Linked DNA regions of Mus musculus: all the other regions are linked to region 2. A link is a contact called in public ChIA-PET and promoter capture Hi-C data. All regions are on one chromosome and are shown on one strand. The core of a region is the stretch at or near the end of the contact, and the rest is flanking DNA. Distances in the headings are between cores, read along the strand shown.

Region 1 (4,460 bases), core at 98-2,597, 420 kb before region 2:
TTCTGCAGAAGATAGTCCATTTTGTTAAGCCTTTGAATATTCAAATTGAAAGTATCGCGCAATCATTGATTGTCAAATCATGGGTTTCTAGAGGTTTTAAATACTTGGCATGAGGGGGAAAAAACTCAAACCTATACCCGAAGGTATAAAACATTAATTCTGTGTGTCTCCTGATCCAGGGACCTGGGTGCTGCCTCGTGTTTTGTGAAACTTTAAAAATGTCGCATCTCTGCCTTTCTCCCTGCACAGGAGCCTTCCTAGGTGCTGAGTCTCTGAAGCTGCAGCATCCAGTCTCCAGCCCAGCTCCTGCTGACCAGGATGTCGGGTAACTCAGATGCTTTTCCAGGGGTCGGGTCATGAGGGCCAGGGGCACTTGGATCCGAGTGTATTTCCTCTGCTTTTCCTGCGTATAACAGAGAGGCACAAAGTCAGGGAATAATAGTCAGGGCCGGGCATGGATCCAGAGAGGACGCGATCCCGCTGTGTCGGGTCCCTCTGGGTGACTGCCCCCCAGAGCAGAGGCCCAGAGACCCATAAGGCCACTCCGGACAATCGAGTCCCCCACGCCCCTGCCTGCCCTTTCACTTTTCCACCTTGGAGTCCTGGGAATTTGGAGGCGCCGACCTTGTGAGCCCAGAAGCGGCGGCGCGGGGGAGCTAGAGGCTCACGGTGAGCCCTGGACTGGAGCAGGACGCACCCGGCAGGGAACTGGGCTGGGGCTGGTCCCGCGTGGACCCCGAGGCGCGCCCGCGCTGCCTGCAGATCCCAGAGCCGACCCAGACAGTGGGGATGGGAGGAAAGGAGACTGGAGCGGAGTGGGCGCGTCCTGGCACTGCAGCAAGACAAACCGATGCCCAGGACCGGGAAGAACAGCGCACTAACTTTCCTTAGGGATCCTAACTTTCAGGATCTGGCTCGTGGGTGGGGGTCTCCCTGCTGTCCAGCCGCGGTCCCTACACTAACCAGGCGAGGCGCTGGTGGCCTGGCACTGTCTCCAAACGCCTAGGCCAGGGGCCACTGTGCTCCGCCCCTCCCCGTGATTCTAATAAGCGCTCTCTCCAGGGTCAAGGTCGGGTGGGAGTCACACTGGGCTTCTAAGTCAAACTCTATTCGGAAAGTGCCTCTGCCGGGTCTAGCCTGGCCTAACAACCAGTCAGACCTACTCACTGCGCTCTGCCGGGACCCCAGGCGGTCACCGGTCCCTCCCAGCCGACCCCCGCCTAGCACAGCCGGCTACTTGGGCTCTCCCAGGTCTCCCGGCCCAGCTCTGCCGGCTCAGGGGCGGCCCCTTCCGGAGGGCTGCCTCTAGGCGACTGCGCGGTCCTAGGGAGCCTCGGGATGCCATTACTCCAGAGCTGCAGCTCTTGCTGGAGAACTCTCCACAGCTCAGTTCTCCAAAAGCCTGCACCGGAAAGGGAGGGGGTGGGAAGAGATGAAGAGAGCGACAGAGTCGGAGACTAGAGGGAGGAAGGGGGTGAGGAAGAAAAGACATTTTTGAAAAAGAGAAAGGACCGACAGGAGACTATTTCCCGATCTTGGCTCCTTTTCTGGGGTCAGTGCAGTAAGTCCTTAACAGGGCCAGGACAGACTGACTGCCCCGACCCCTGTAGCTTGTCGCTTGTTTCAGGGCTTGCTTCCAGACCAAGGGCACCACAAATAAAGGTTGTACTTCCCCAGAAGCCATGCCTGGATTGATAGAGGAATACAGTGGGGCGGGGGGCATGGGGAGAGGGGCTGTTGTTCACATTATGGTGAGGTCCGCGAGATCAGTTGGAAACAGAGAGCACCCCAGATCCACAAGCTGAGCCGGAACCCCAGATTTAATATCGTAGCCAAAATAGCAGGCTTGTTTGACCTCCCTCCACATTCCAGAGCAGAACAGCTGGTACTGTCCTGAGGATGGGGCCCAGCTAGGGATGAATAATTTCATAGATGCCCACAGATACTGTTCCCACTAGGACCCTGAAGCACCTGCCTGTGCTTAACCTTTTCTAGTTTGAGAAATGTGGGTATTTTTTAACGTTATCTTTTCTTTCTTTTTCTTCTTCTTCTTTTTTTTTCTTTTCTTTTTCTTTTTTCATTCTCTTCGTGTGTTCTGCAAAGGTAGAAACTTGGCCTTGGGTATCCTAGCCTTACCAAGGGAACCCTCACTGTATCCCCTTGACACCCAAGCTTTGAAACTGACCACTAACCCTGTTGCCTCTCCCCAGAAAAACCTAAGGTGTATCAAGGCGTCCGTGTGAAGATGACCGTGAAAGAGCTTCTGCAGCAAAGAAGGGCACACCAGGCCACCTCAGGGGCAAACGTAAGCACCACCCTCTCCGTCTCTGTCCCTCCCAGTCCATCGAAGGCTTCGTTCAGCCCTGTGTCAGGGAAGATGCAGAGGCCACCCATAAGCACAGCCCTGTTCAGGGATTCTTACATCTGTCCCCAACTTCCCAGGTCACCATAGGCAGCCACCAAAACCTGTGGGACATGGTGTAGGGCTCAGGACTGTGGGAGGCTCACCTCTCACTGCTCATAGCTGAGTGGGGAAGGCTTCTTGGTCCTCTGCAAGGAAGAGAGGCAGCCAACAGGTTAAATATGTTTTTATAGTGTTAAGAGAGTATAGATACAGCCCCAACAAACTCATTGAAAAAAAATTATCTCCCAGAAACCCACCTAGTTTCTCTGTAATTTAGGCTCTGAGGTCATGTATATGAAAAACCAGCAGTCACTGGAAGTCTCTGGAAGAAAAGGCCTCTCTCTCTGGAATACACAGAACTATGACAGAACTGATCTGGGTAGTCATAAGACACTCTGACACCTCACATTTATAACCCAAGTGCTTGGGGCAGCTGCAGAACCATGTAAACTAGGCGTGCTTGTCCACCGAGAGAGAGTTCAATTTGAAGAGCCTTCTACACGTGACACTGTTAGTGCTTGTGGGTAGGTGTAGGTGTGGAGGGAGGATCAGACAGGATTCCAGTCATCTATGACTTCACTGGTCTGGTCAGCATGTGATCCTGTGCAAGTTCCATGTTGGACTTCATGAATGGAACTTTGGCACCTCAAGCAACAGGAGGGAGAAATTATGGAGTGATGGTGAGATAGGTTTCTGAGCCAGAGGACTTGGGCTTAGTTCTCAGTGACTCTGTGGCACGTGTCCTCCGATACATTGACTTACTAGAGGCTTCTTTGTCTGTTCCCCTAATTGTTCTGTTGAAAGCTAAGAAGAGTTGTATAAAGGCTAAATAAGTGTTTAGGGGCATTCTCCACAGAGAGTGCTCAACAGATCACTAAAGTAAATTCCAACCAAGGGTGGATGGGCCGTTTGCACTAATGTGTATTACACCTTTCTCTCAGAACTTAGAGTTGAAGCACATTTGCTATGATTTGATACACACAGCTAGATAAATTAGTTGTCCCCATTTGCAGAATATCAGGCAACAGTAGAATGTTCTTATAATACTAAGGTGGATTTTCAGTGATTCTTTGTTCAAAGTACCTTTGTATATTCATTATTTCATTTGATTGTAATGATCAGATGACATGAAGAGATCAGAAATCTGTATGCCTCATGACAGCTAAGATCCAAAGTCTTGAAGTTAGAAACAGGCTAAAGGTAGAAACAAGATCATCTTATTTTTCAGTATTGGCTCTCTAAACTCATCTTTCTACAGAGCCGATCATACTAACAGGAGTTTAATAACCTCAGTAGTTCATAACTATACCATTAATAAAACGAGGACCAGGAGCTTGGTACTTGCAGAACTCGGCTTCAGCCATACCCAGAGCATCCCACTTAGGCAAAGCAATCCTGTGGCTGTTGGGTTCTTAGAATTGGTGTGACCACCCTTGGCTCATAGCAGAGTACAGGGCAAGAGGAAGGATTGCATCTCAGTACTTGACCAGGCTCTGATCTTGAGAGAAGTCTCATTTGCCATTTTCTGAGTTCCCTGTGAGAATGAAGCAAGCCTTCAGAACCAATGTCTATTAAGAACATAACGCTGCTTTCTGGGATATGCCCTACTGTGCTTCCTAGAAAGTTCTCATCCCCGCCCCTTCCAGCTCACAGGAGTCATGTACATAGAATTTCAGTAGGAGACCCAGATGTAAAATCTCTTTCTGAGAGCAAACAGAAGGATTTTGGAATTCTGGGACTGCTACACAGTGTACCCAGTCAGCAAGGGTGATAGATAGCACCCCAGGGAGAATAATGTATGCCTGCTCCAGGCAGACCTTTCTAGTTTAACAGAGACTATATCCAACTTGGTCCAACATTAAAGACATCTCTGGGAAACAGTAATCCAAGAGAGAATTAATTGTGCCAAACACTGCAAAGCAAGAGTAAATCTGCCTTCATTGGCTATGAAGTCAGAATAATAACTGTTTGAAACTTTAAGAAGCTAATCATGTTATAGATTGAGGTAGATATCTAAGTCTCAAGTTGTAGCAGAAGAAAGTATATGTGTCAGACT
Region 2 (4,645 bases), core at 490-2,989:
CTATACCCCCCACCCCCGCCCTGCTCCCCTACCCACCCACTCCCACTTCTTGGCCCTGGCGTTCCCCTGTACTGGGGCATATAAAGTTTGCAAGATCAAGGGGCCTCTCTTCCCAGTGATGGCCGACTAGGCCATCTTCTGCTACATATGCAGCTAGAGACACGAGCTCCGGGGGTACTGGTTAGTTCATATTGTTGTTCCACCTATAGGGCTGCAGACCCCTTCAGCTCCTTGGGTGCTTTCTCTAGCTCCTATATTGGAGCTATATTGGAGCTGTGTTCCATCTTATAGATGACTACCACAAGTCTTCCTGAATGTTTCACACAATTATTAAGAAACTCACATCCTGGAGCTGGAGAGATGGCTCAGTGGTTAAGGGCACTGGCTGCTCTTCCAGAGAAGCAGCGTTCAATGCCCAGCACCCACATGGCAACTTAACAACTGCCTATAACTCCAGTTCCAGGGGATCTGTCACTTTCACATGCAGGCAAAACACCAATGCATATAAAATAAATCATTTACAAAGAAATCCATATTTCACATCAATCACCTTCCCACTAGCTACACGGTTTATGTTTGAGTATGTCTGACTATATGTAGCATTTCTATACACCTTGCAGAAGGCAAGGCTCAGTCTAGTACTTATCGCTACTCTAGGTAACAAACTAAGAAAATTAAATAAAAATAGTTTAAAAGCCAATAGAAATGGAGCGTGTATCTTTCAAGGGACACAAACCTGTAAGGAAAGGCAGCAGTTCCGTTCGAGTCCTTTCTACCCCGAGTGCTAGAGCTATAGTTGATAACTTCTTAATACTGTTGAGACGGAGCTTTAAAAACAAAGTGGGAGGGAGAACAAAGCAAAGAGATGATTGCAATTCTGGTCAAAGAAGCAAATAGGTGAGATACTGGGACACAGTATAATGATGAATGAGCCTTTCACTTAGATCTTAATCCTAGGAAAACTCAAGGACCGTTTAACACGTCATTAGCCAGAAGCTATCTTAGGGAGAACACTGAAGGGCCGGGGAAGAAACGAATGAATGAAAACACGCGGACAATGAGAGGGTCTGAAAAGAGAGAACTCTGGATGGAGAGAAGTGGGTGAAAGAAACGGTTAAGCACAACTCCTCCCTTTTCAGGGAAAAGTTCTATCACAACTGATGCACCACTCATCTGGGTTAATCAGCCGCCGCGCTCTTTCCACCCAACCAGCCCAGCTAGTTTGCCCGGGGACGGACACTCCGCATCACTTCAAAGGGAACGGGGGCCGGGGGCCGCTCCTCCGCTCCCGGCGGCCCCGCAGCCCGCCTGCGCTGGTCCACCCGAGGTGCGAACCGGTTCCCCGCCCACTGCCGGGAGCAGATGGACGCCACCACCCCAGAGGGTCGGAGGAGGGCAGCGGAGCTGAGACGGACCACCGCGCACCCGCCGCCCCACGCCTCCGTCCCGGGGCTGAATACGACTCTGCCACCCCGGGGGTCGCCCCCAGGGCTGAGCCGGCCTTTCCGCTTCCCTACCATGTGCGCTTCCGCCCTCGCCTCGGCTCCCCAGCCCAGCCTAGTACCTGCACGTCCTCATTGCGGAGCTCGTCGATTAAAACCGCGATCGGGTAGAGCGAATCGTCTCCATCTCCACCCGCTGCCCCCGGACCGGACCCTGGCCCTGCTGCGCCCGCCATGTTCTTCCTCCTCTGGCTGGTCGCCGCCGAAGGCCCCGTGCCCAGACCACGCCCCGCGCTCAGGCCACGCCCCGCGCTCAGGCCACGCCCCACACACAAACAGGCGGGGCTAAATCCAATCAGCCGGCTCCGAGGAACTGATGGAATCAAGTTTTTTCCCTGCGCGTGGAGGCTCCGGCCTGACCCCCATTGCTGGAACTGGAGGTCTGAACTCCAGAAGAAGGGCGGGCCGAAAAAACCAATGGAACCCCTGCATCCTTTCCCCAGCCGAAAGAAACAAGGGCAGGGATTCATCGTCTCCTTGCTGTGCTCTGAAGGAGACGGGCCTTAATGATGGATGCCGAGCCTCAAGTAGAACTCAGAGACAGGCCAGGAGGAAGAAGCTTTAACACCTCCCCCTCCACCCCAACCTCCACCCCCACCCCCAGGCTTCATGCTGGCCCTGAGCCACTGGGTCTTGGTCTTAATTTCCCCTTGGGCGACAAGCCTCTACACGCGCGCGCGCGCGCACACACACACACACACACACACACACACACACACACACACCTTCCTCTGGCCTGTTTGCCAAAATCGTGGCTGGCTCCTGCTCCTTAAGACAAATAATGAGGGCGGTGAGAGAAAATGAACAGTGCTGTCCAAACTCCCCAGTCAATATTTTTTCCACGCAAGCTGTTCAAAACATGCTGCTCTCTTGTTTTTGTGTTTCTTTTCAGTGTGGTACTGGAATGGCGCCTTCTGTTGTATTGTCTTCTCTTTTTTTTTCCTTCTTTACCAAGAAGCACAACAACCTAACATAACTGGGCCCAGTTTTACTCACCCCAGTTCGGTGCGGGTGTAAACTGGCCTCCCTAGACCTCCAGGAGTCCCCCTAAAGGACTCCAGGAGGAGGTGGGCCTGGGCCTTTTTACACAGAACTTAATGGAAAATGTTCCACTTGCCCTATGGAATGGCACAAAGTAACTATCTCTCCTTTCGACTTAGATATAAGCAACTTAGATTGGTAGCTCTGTCACAAGTTCTCAGATGACACTATTTTGTGCCTTAAGGAAATTGTCATTAATAAATGCAACTTAGGAGGTAAGTTTTTTTTTTTTTCTTTTTAAAGCATGGGATGCCTACTAGGAGATAGCCTTTCATAGTCAAAGCTTGAGAACCAACAGACTTCAGTTTGCGGTTTTTGTTTTTTCAACTTCTGTCCACGAATGAATGCTTGAAGACTCTCGTTTTATTTTGATAATTTTTAGATTCACTTACTTAAGGCATGGTCTGGACTGCTGGGGTGGCTATCTTTTTTAATTACAAAAACTGTGTATATGTGTGGTATGTACACACATGAGCCACTGAACAAGTGTAGTCAGAGGACAGCTTGCGGAGTGGGTTATCTACTTCTACCAAGTGGGTTCCAGTAACTGAACTCTGGTTGTCAGGTTTGGTGACACATGCCTTTATCCACTGAGCCATCTAGCTGGCCCCCAGGGACTACCTGAATCAGCCCTGCACAGGATTTCAGCACCCGTATTTGCGTGAGTTTCAGCACAGCTTTCATTGTTCTGGGCTCCTAAGAAATGAACAGAGGTGGAAGCTAAATGAAAAATATGTTTTTATGCACAAAATGGAAGACAGAGGGTACCATGCAATTACAGTCTCAATGGCTCTAAACAAGGTAAAAAAAAAAAAAAAAAAAAAAAGGGGGAGAAACTGGAGGCATGAGCAGAGCAAAGCCTAGAGAAGCTGAGCTTGGGCCAGCAAGCCCAGACTCCCAAAGCGTGGCTTGGCTTTAGTGTCAGACACATTTGTCATACTAAATTACAAAAATATCAACATTATTGATTTTAATAATATTGGCCTTGTGGCTTCATGTATATTTAACTTGTAAATCTGGTTTTGTAGCTGTATAAAGACTAGTTTTAAGAGAACATAATGTTGGTTTATATTTGAAAATTTAAGTAACATTTAATAATTTGACTGAGTTCTCGGGATTTTTTTTTTTTTTTGTCTTTAAAAATGGATCCAGCCATGTTTAAGGGTTCATGCCTTTAACCCCAGCACGAGGAAGACAGAGAGGCAGGTGGGGGCTTTGTGAACTTGAAACCCGCCTGCTCTACATAGTGAGCTCCAGGTCACCCAAGGCTACAGACCTTGGAGTAAGACCCTGTCCCCCAACTCCCCAAAAAAGTACACCCAGGTGCATGCTCACAGTCTCAGTGCTTAGGAGACAGTGGCAAGAGAGCACAGACAGCTCTAGGCTGGCCAGGGTTCACAGAGAGACCCTGATGGGTCCAGCCAGGCACGGGATGCTCCAGCCTGTGATCCTGTCTGTACATGTCCAGCATGCTGCAGACACTACTCCGTCCCCCTCTAGGCCCTTATCTAAAATGTGTTCCAAAGTGATAGAAGCAAGCAAGCACAGAGAGGAGAGGACTAGTCAGTCCCACACTGTGACAGGCTCATAAACTTGACACACCGGCACTAAGGTAGTCTGCTTCAGAGTCAGCTGTAACCTGCTCGCCCAAGCACGATGAGCGGAGGCCTAGGGAATGACTATGATCAAACGTGAAATCACAAACCGTGGAAACAAGGGCCTAGAAATTGCCTGGTTTGAGAGTCACAGAGGCCAGACTTCAATTCCCAGCTGTCTCTGATTCATTGTGACCTACCTCCTCCCCACGCCTCAACTCTCCACCCCCTCACCCCTGTAAAACGGAGCTAAGCACCTGGTTCCTACTCCAGTGACTGTGAAGCTATGAGAACAGAACAGGTAATAAAGCAGAGATGCTAATAAACCCTTCCGCAAACAATGAAACTGGGCCACAGCAGGGAGAAAGGGGCCCAGTCCAGAGGCAGACACTGGGGAAATCTGACCTACTGACCTTCGACTGAGGGTCACAAATGTACATTCCTGGGCCCATGGATGTAGCTCAGCAACAGAGCATGTACGTCATATGCTCGAGGCTTTGGACTTAA
Region 3 (4,526 bases), core at 1,534-4,033, 360 kb before region 2:
GAAGAGATGACATTACTCAGCTGCAGAGCCAATTGTCACATGCAACCCTGTGCACACTAGTTCTCATCTACATGAGACAGAGACGTCTCTCATGTAAGAGGCCAAATCTTTTAAATTCAGACTCCATTCTAGAGACCTAAAGTTTGAACTCAGGTAAACTAACAGGCTGGTACCTAGCATTCGTTTCCAAGTTGCCCCCCAGCAAAACCAGAGCCTAGCTCCAGTCTCCAGGCTAATCCCCAAGAAGACCAGCATCTCCAGGTTATTCCCCTGCAACAAACCTGCACCCCCAGATAACAAGCCTGCCATCTGCCTAACGACCACCAATGCAGCGGAAAGCAGAAGTTAAGTTTATGATATGACTCCCAGCACCAGCCAATTATGTTGAAGGTCACAATAGCTTTCCAATTCGATGCTTACTATAAAGCCTTGCCCCACGATGATGGTGTACAGGGAGATGGGTTGATTAGGTTAGCTCGAATAAAGACTCTGCTGTGAGTTGCATCAGATGGGCTCCTATCTTGGGATAGGAGATGAAGGGGGATCAAACACTTCCTTGGCACTACAAATGCAGAACCTAAGGAGAAAGTCTGAAGATGGACCAACATCTTTATCTGGCTGACAGTGGAGAGGACCTCATAGCCAGGGCTGGGACCTCCAGGTTTCCACATCTCAATGTGAACAGTTCTGAGCTTTGTCACACTGTTCTCCCATCTTAACCAAAGCCTGTGTTCCCCCATGAGTCCACTAACAGGAGTCAGAGGCCAAGCAGGCAGGAGGCAACAGGGGCAATATGATTGTTTTCTTAACTCTCTCCAACGCCCTGGGTACAGTCATTTTAGCTCAAGCCTGAAGGGCGTTTTCTGAAAAAAAGAAAGTGCCTTTTCAGCACTCCCAGTGTCTGATTTCAAACCCTGCCCTCCCCGCCTGCGCTGGCACTGCCTAGACTTCACTCACTTCCCACAAGTCTTAGTCAGCCATATGACCAGGGTAAAGGGATAGGTCTGTTGCACAAGGCCTGCTCTTGTTTTCCTTCAAGCCCCCAAAAGACAGTTTAAGAGAGTTTATGAGCAAGAAGCAAGACCTCTAACAACTCTCCAAAAGAAAATCTGTTCATCCCTTAAGAGGCACTGGAGGAGAGAAAATGGATTATGTAACAATGAGATGCTATGGGGGCTTTTTCATACAGGCAAACAGCCCATACCTCAGGGCTAACACCAGGGCAGAGCACCCGGCAGAATTCTGGCCGCCCCGTCAACTTATTAAGAGCAGTTATACATGGTGGGATTACTTTTCACTCCATTCTAAATATGCAAACTCTAAGAGTTTAAAAACTAAAAGCAGCTCACACAAAACTCAAGTGATTTCACTTGAAGCAAGAGGGCATATTGGCACTTTGAAGGACATTAAAATCCATGTTCCTACAATCTCATAGTATTTACAATGGTGTTGGCTGCCACTCCGCTTCCAGAAAGATAAGGTTTTGCTCTGGTCACCTTTTTGGATGAGTTCTAAGCTACCCAAACTAGAATCTGTGGTCAGAAATCTCAAGTCCAAATCAAAGTTCATTTATTTTTATTTAAACAAAAAAGTCTTGCCCATATCAACAATGGGGTTAGTAAACTGAGGCACGTTGGGATTGCTTCTCTGAGTCACAGATGAAAAGAGTCAATTTCAAAGAATTTGGGAATAGGTGGGTGATAAGGGGACTATGTCACACTCTAATCAATGGAACACTATTGTCAGATTACTTTTTATAAGTAAAACCACGATTTCTTTTTCTTCTAATCTGGATTATCACATAAATTTGATTGAGGAATGCTATGCCTAAACCAATAAAAGATGTTTTATGGAATTAAACATCTTACAAAGAAAGATAGGGAAATTATAGCTCTTTGCTTGAGGAAGTACAGTCCTGAGCCTTAATAAGGTTCCCCTTTTGCAAGACTCTTGAGTTGACTTTATTTGCCTCGTGAAAGGAATGTTGTAAAGAATGTCTATATAGCCTCCGTTATCGATAACACAAGATTTTTTTCAATCCACAGAATGGAAAATACAGTTCATGGTTTGTTCCATTCAAGTCCAGGGATTAAAAATCAAGGTCAAAGATAAACAGTTTTTTTTTTGCAGTGGAACACAAAACCAACCATTGCCACAGAATAAGGAAGAAAGTGAAAAGAGGAGAGAGAGAGAGAGAGAGAGAGAGAGAGAGAGAGAGAGGTTTCATAAGACTGAGTTTCCACCCCATCCCTACACATCTACAGGAGGGAACCAACTCTGGCAGAATTCAGCTAGAAGTGGGCCAACAAAACTCAATAACAACCTGCAGAACTGGGGTCCATGAAAGGAAAGGTCCTCACGTGAAGAACGGCTCCTAACCCATATCATATGTGGTTTCCGTCTCATGAATCATAATCTGCCCTTCTGTCACCTCAGTGATTCATGCACAGAATCGGAGATGCAATGAGCTGTCCCCACCTTGGGACACTGGTTCATTCCCCCAGGTTGGAAAATGAGCATCATCTCCAACAGGCTCCATCTCACCCACCTCAGCCCTCCATGCCCCCGAGGCCCTGACGAGACTGGGTGCTCCCATCACCAACAGTAGCTCTCTATTCCTGGACCCTGCCTCTGCTTACTTGGCTCTGACAGCCACAAGCAAAGCACTTACATTTTTGCCAGAGCATGGCTTGTGACAGGATGTTGCCTTTTCTCTTTGAAGCAGACAGTTTGGCTTCTTTAATGTGACTGGGCGTGCTTTCCTCCCGTGGAACCACCGTTTACTCTGAGGCTGTTTCTTCAGCTTTTTAAAGGCCCGAGTTCCCGCTGAGAGGGGCCACGTCATCACATCCTCCTACCTCAGGCAGAGCTGTACTTTTTTTTCTTCAGCAACACCGCCTGTCAACCCACTGTGTGCACCCCCAAGGCCCCCACTGGCTGGAGAGTGCTTGAGACACAGGGCCAGCCAATTGGGACTAACCACCATACAGCACAGGAGGCCAAGGCCATTTGCACACAGCCACGGTGTTATGCCACATAGGAGGAGCATGAGAGTCTGTATGAACGCAAAAGGGTGGACCATGAGGTCAAGGATCAGCGCTCCTTGAGCGATGAGGGGTCCAAAGGATAATACAGACAACACCGAGCTTTCTCTGGCACTCACATACAGTTCCACACTATCAGGCCATTTACAGGACTGACCTTACCATTGGTCCCAGCTCGACGGGAAATGCGATTCCCAGGGGTCACTATTCTCACCATGGGAGGAAACACCTGCCCTCTCTTCAAGCCTCACTAACCAGCCTCCTCGTTCTCGGTGTTGCTTTTCTGTTTATTCCACTTTAAAATGTAACGGCTCCTCCCCTGGCCCCAGTCCCTGGCAAAATGGCGGCATGTAATATTGTTTAAATATAGGGGTCCCTGTTTCAGACGGTTGGTTATGTACACAGAAAGGGGGAACCGACTCGCTCAAAGAAGAAACAGAGACACTCAGGCTTCTTAACTGAAGCTGATTTCCCAAAGGTGACTTAATGGATTTAGGAGTACCAGCTTATCATAATCCTAGGACCCCAACACGGCTAATGGAAAGCCTCTCAAAGAAAGAGTAATGGATTCCCCATCCGCAGTACATACAGTATGGGGCTACATTCTGCCACTGTGTGTCTGAAACAGACTCATAGGCTCCATTCCAGTGACCCAGTTACTCTCAGGTCAAGATCATATGGTTATACCCCCGGGGTAGTCCAGAGTCCTTGCTGGTTTGCCTTCCATGGTGCCTCAGAGTGATCTAATGCATTCTGGGTCTGATCCTTCATTCTCCAGTGTTAAAAGCCTTGCCCTAAAGGACTACAGCTCAGTAAGGTAGCACTTGACTGGAATGGGTAAGCCTGAGGTTCACACTCCAGTACCACCCTTTAGCCACAGAGCTGAGACACTAAAGCCTTTCACAGTGAGCCAGTTGCAAGCTCTTTTTTTTTTTTTTTTTTTTTTTTTGGTTCCGAAACAGGGTTTCTCTGTGTAGCCCTGGCTGTCCTGGAACTCACTCTGTAGACCAGGCTGGCCTCGAACTCAGAAATCCACCTGTCTCTGCCTCCCGAGTGCTGGGATTAAAGGCATGTGCCACCACGCCCGGACGTTTTTTTTTTTTAACTTATTGGCCTCACCTGCTGGTACTCTCTCCCTGTCTTCCCCATCTGAAGAGAAACCCAACCCCATTTCTTTCATCAAGGTCCTACCAATAACGCCATGGCAGGCAAAACAATTTTGTGACTCACCCCCTGAACTTCCTGGCCTAGAAATGATCAGTCCCCTTCTCTCTGTTCCTAGGGCATTATGCCCGTTGTTTACATCATGTGTAACTGCCACATGACGCTGTAGGCACCTCATGGAGGCTTTATCTTTGTGCCTATGTAAGACAGAGAGTATGCTAAACCCCCAGTAAAACTTCACCTAATCAAGTTATAAATTACACCTCTAATAGATGGTCTGCTTGAGGAGAGGTCTTGAGGAGAAACACTGGTCACACA

What was found. Promoter capture Hi-C pulls out the DNA fragments that hold promoters and counts their contacts. ChIA-PET counts read pairs in DNA pulled down with a chosen protein or histone mark.
Region 1: a contact with region 2 is called in a promoter capture Hi-C map of liver, with 4 times the contacts expected there. The contact joins the promoter of Colca2 here to the promoter of Ppp2r1b in region 2. A contact is called at or near these places in 12 of 39 promoter capture datasets (the 3T3-L1 cell line, 3T3-L1-derived adipocytes, the C10 cell line and 7 more), 36 of 484 Hi-C or Micro-C datasets (the AML12 cell line, B cells, the BV-2 cell line and 19 more), 10 of 115 datasets of contacts at active chromatin or transcription factors (the NIH/3T3 cell line, astrocytes, bone marrow-derived macrophages and 6 more) and 3 of 9 other capture datasets (adipose tissue, embryonic stem cells and pancreatic islet).
Region 3: an RNA polymerase II ChIA-PET map of memory CD8 T cells shows a contact between it and region 2, with 27 read pairs. The contact joins the promoter of Pou2af1 here to the promoter of Ppp2r1b in region 2. A contact is called at or near these places in 4 of 39 promoter capture datasets (the 3T3-L1 cell line, liver, pre-B cells and 1 more), 1 of 484 Hi-C or Micro-C datasets (CD4 T cells), 1 of 115 datasets of contacts at active chromatin or transcription factors (memory CD8 T cells) and 1 of 9 other capture datasets (embryonic stem cells).

What each region holds. Positions count from the first base shown.
Region 1 is chr9:51,275,441-51,279,900 of GRCm38.p6, reverse strand. It overlaps Colca2 (COLCA2 homolog), which reads left to right and starts at 1,347. Exons shown (of 5, transcript NM_001195681.1): 1 at 1,347-1,561; 2 at 2,211-2,305. The coding sequence starts at 2,246. It overlaps Gm32819 (a long non-coding RNA gene), which reads right to left. Exons shown (of 9, transcript XR_003948163.1): 2 at 2,662-3,938; 3 at 2,509-2,550; 4 at 1-2,363.
Region 2 is chr9:50,854,018-50,858,662 of GRCm38.p6, reverse strand. Ppp2r1b (protein phosphatase 2, regulatory subunit A, beta) reads right to left here and starts at 1,739. Exons shown (of 15, transcript NM_028614.3): 1 at 1,565-1,739; 2 at 737-827. The coding sequence starts at 1,678.
Region 3 is chr9:51,211,947-51,216,472 of GRCm38.p6, reverse strand. It overlaps Pou2af1 (POU domain, class 2, associating factor 1), which reads right to left and starts at 2,783. Exons shown (of 5, transcript NM_011136.2): 1 at 2,672-2,783. The coding sequence starts at 2,687.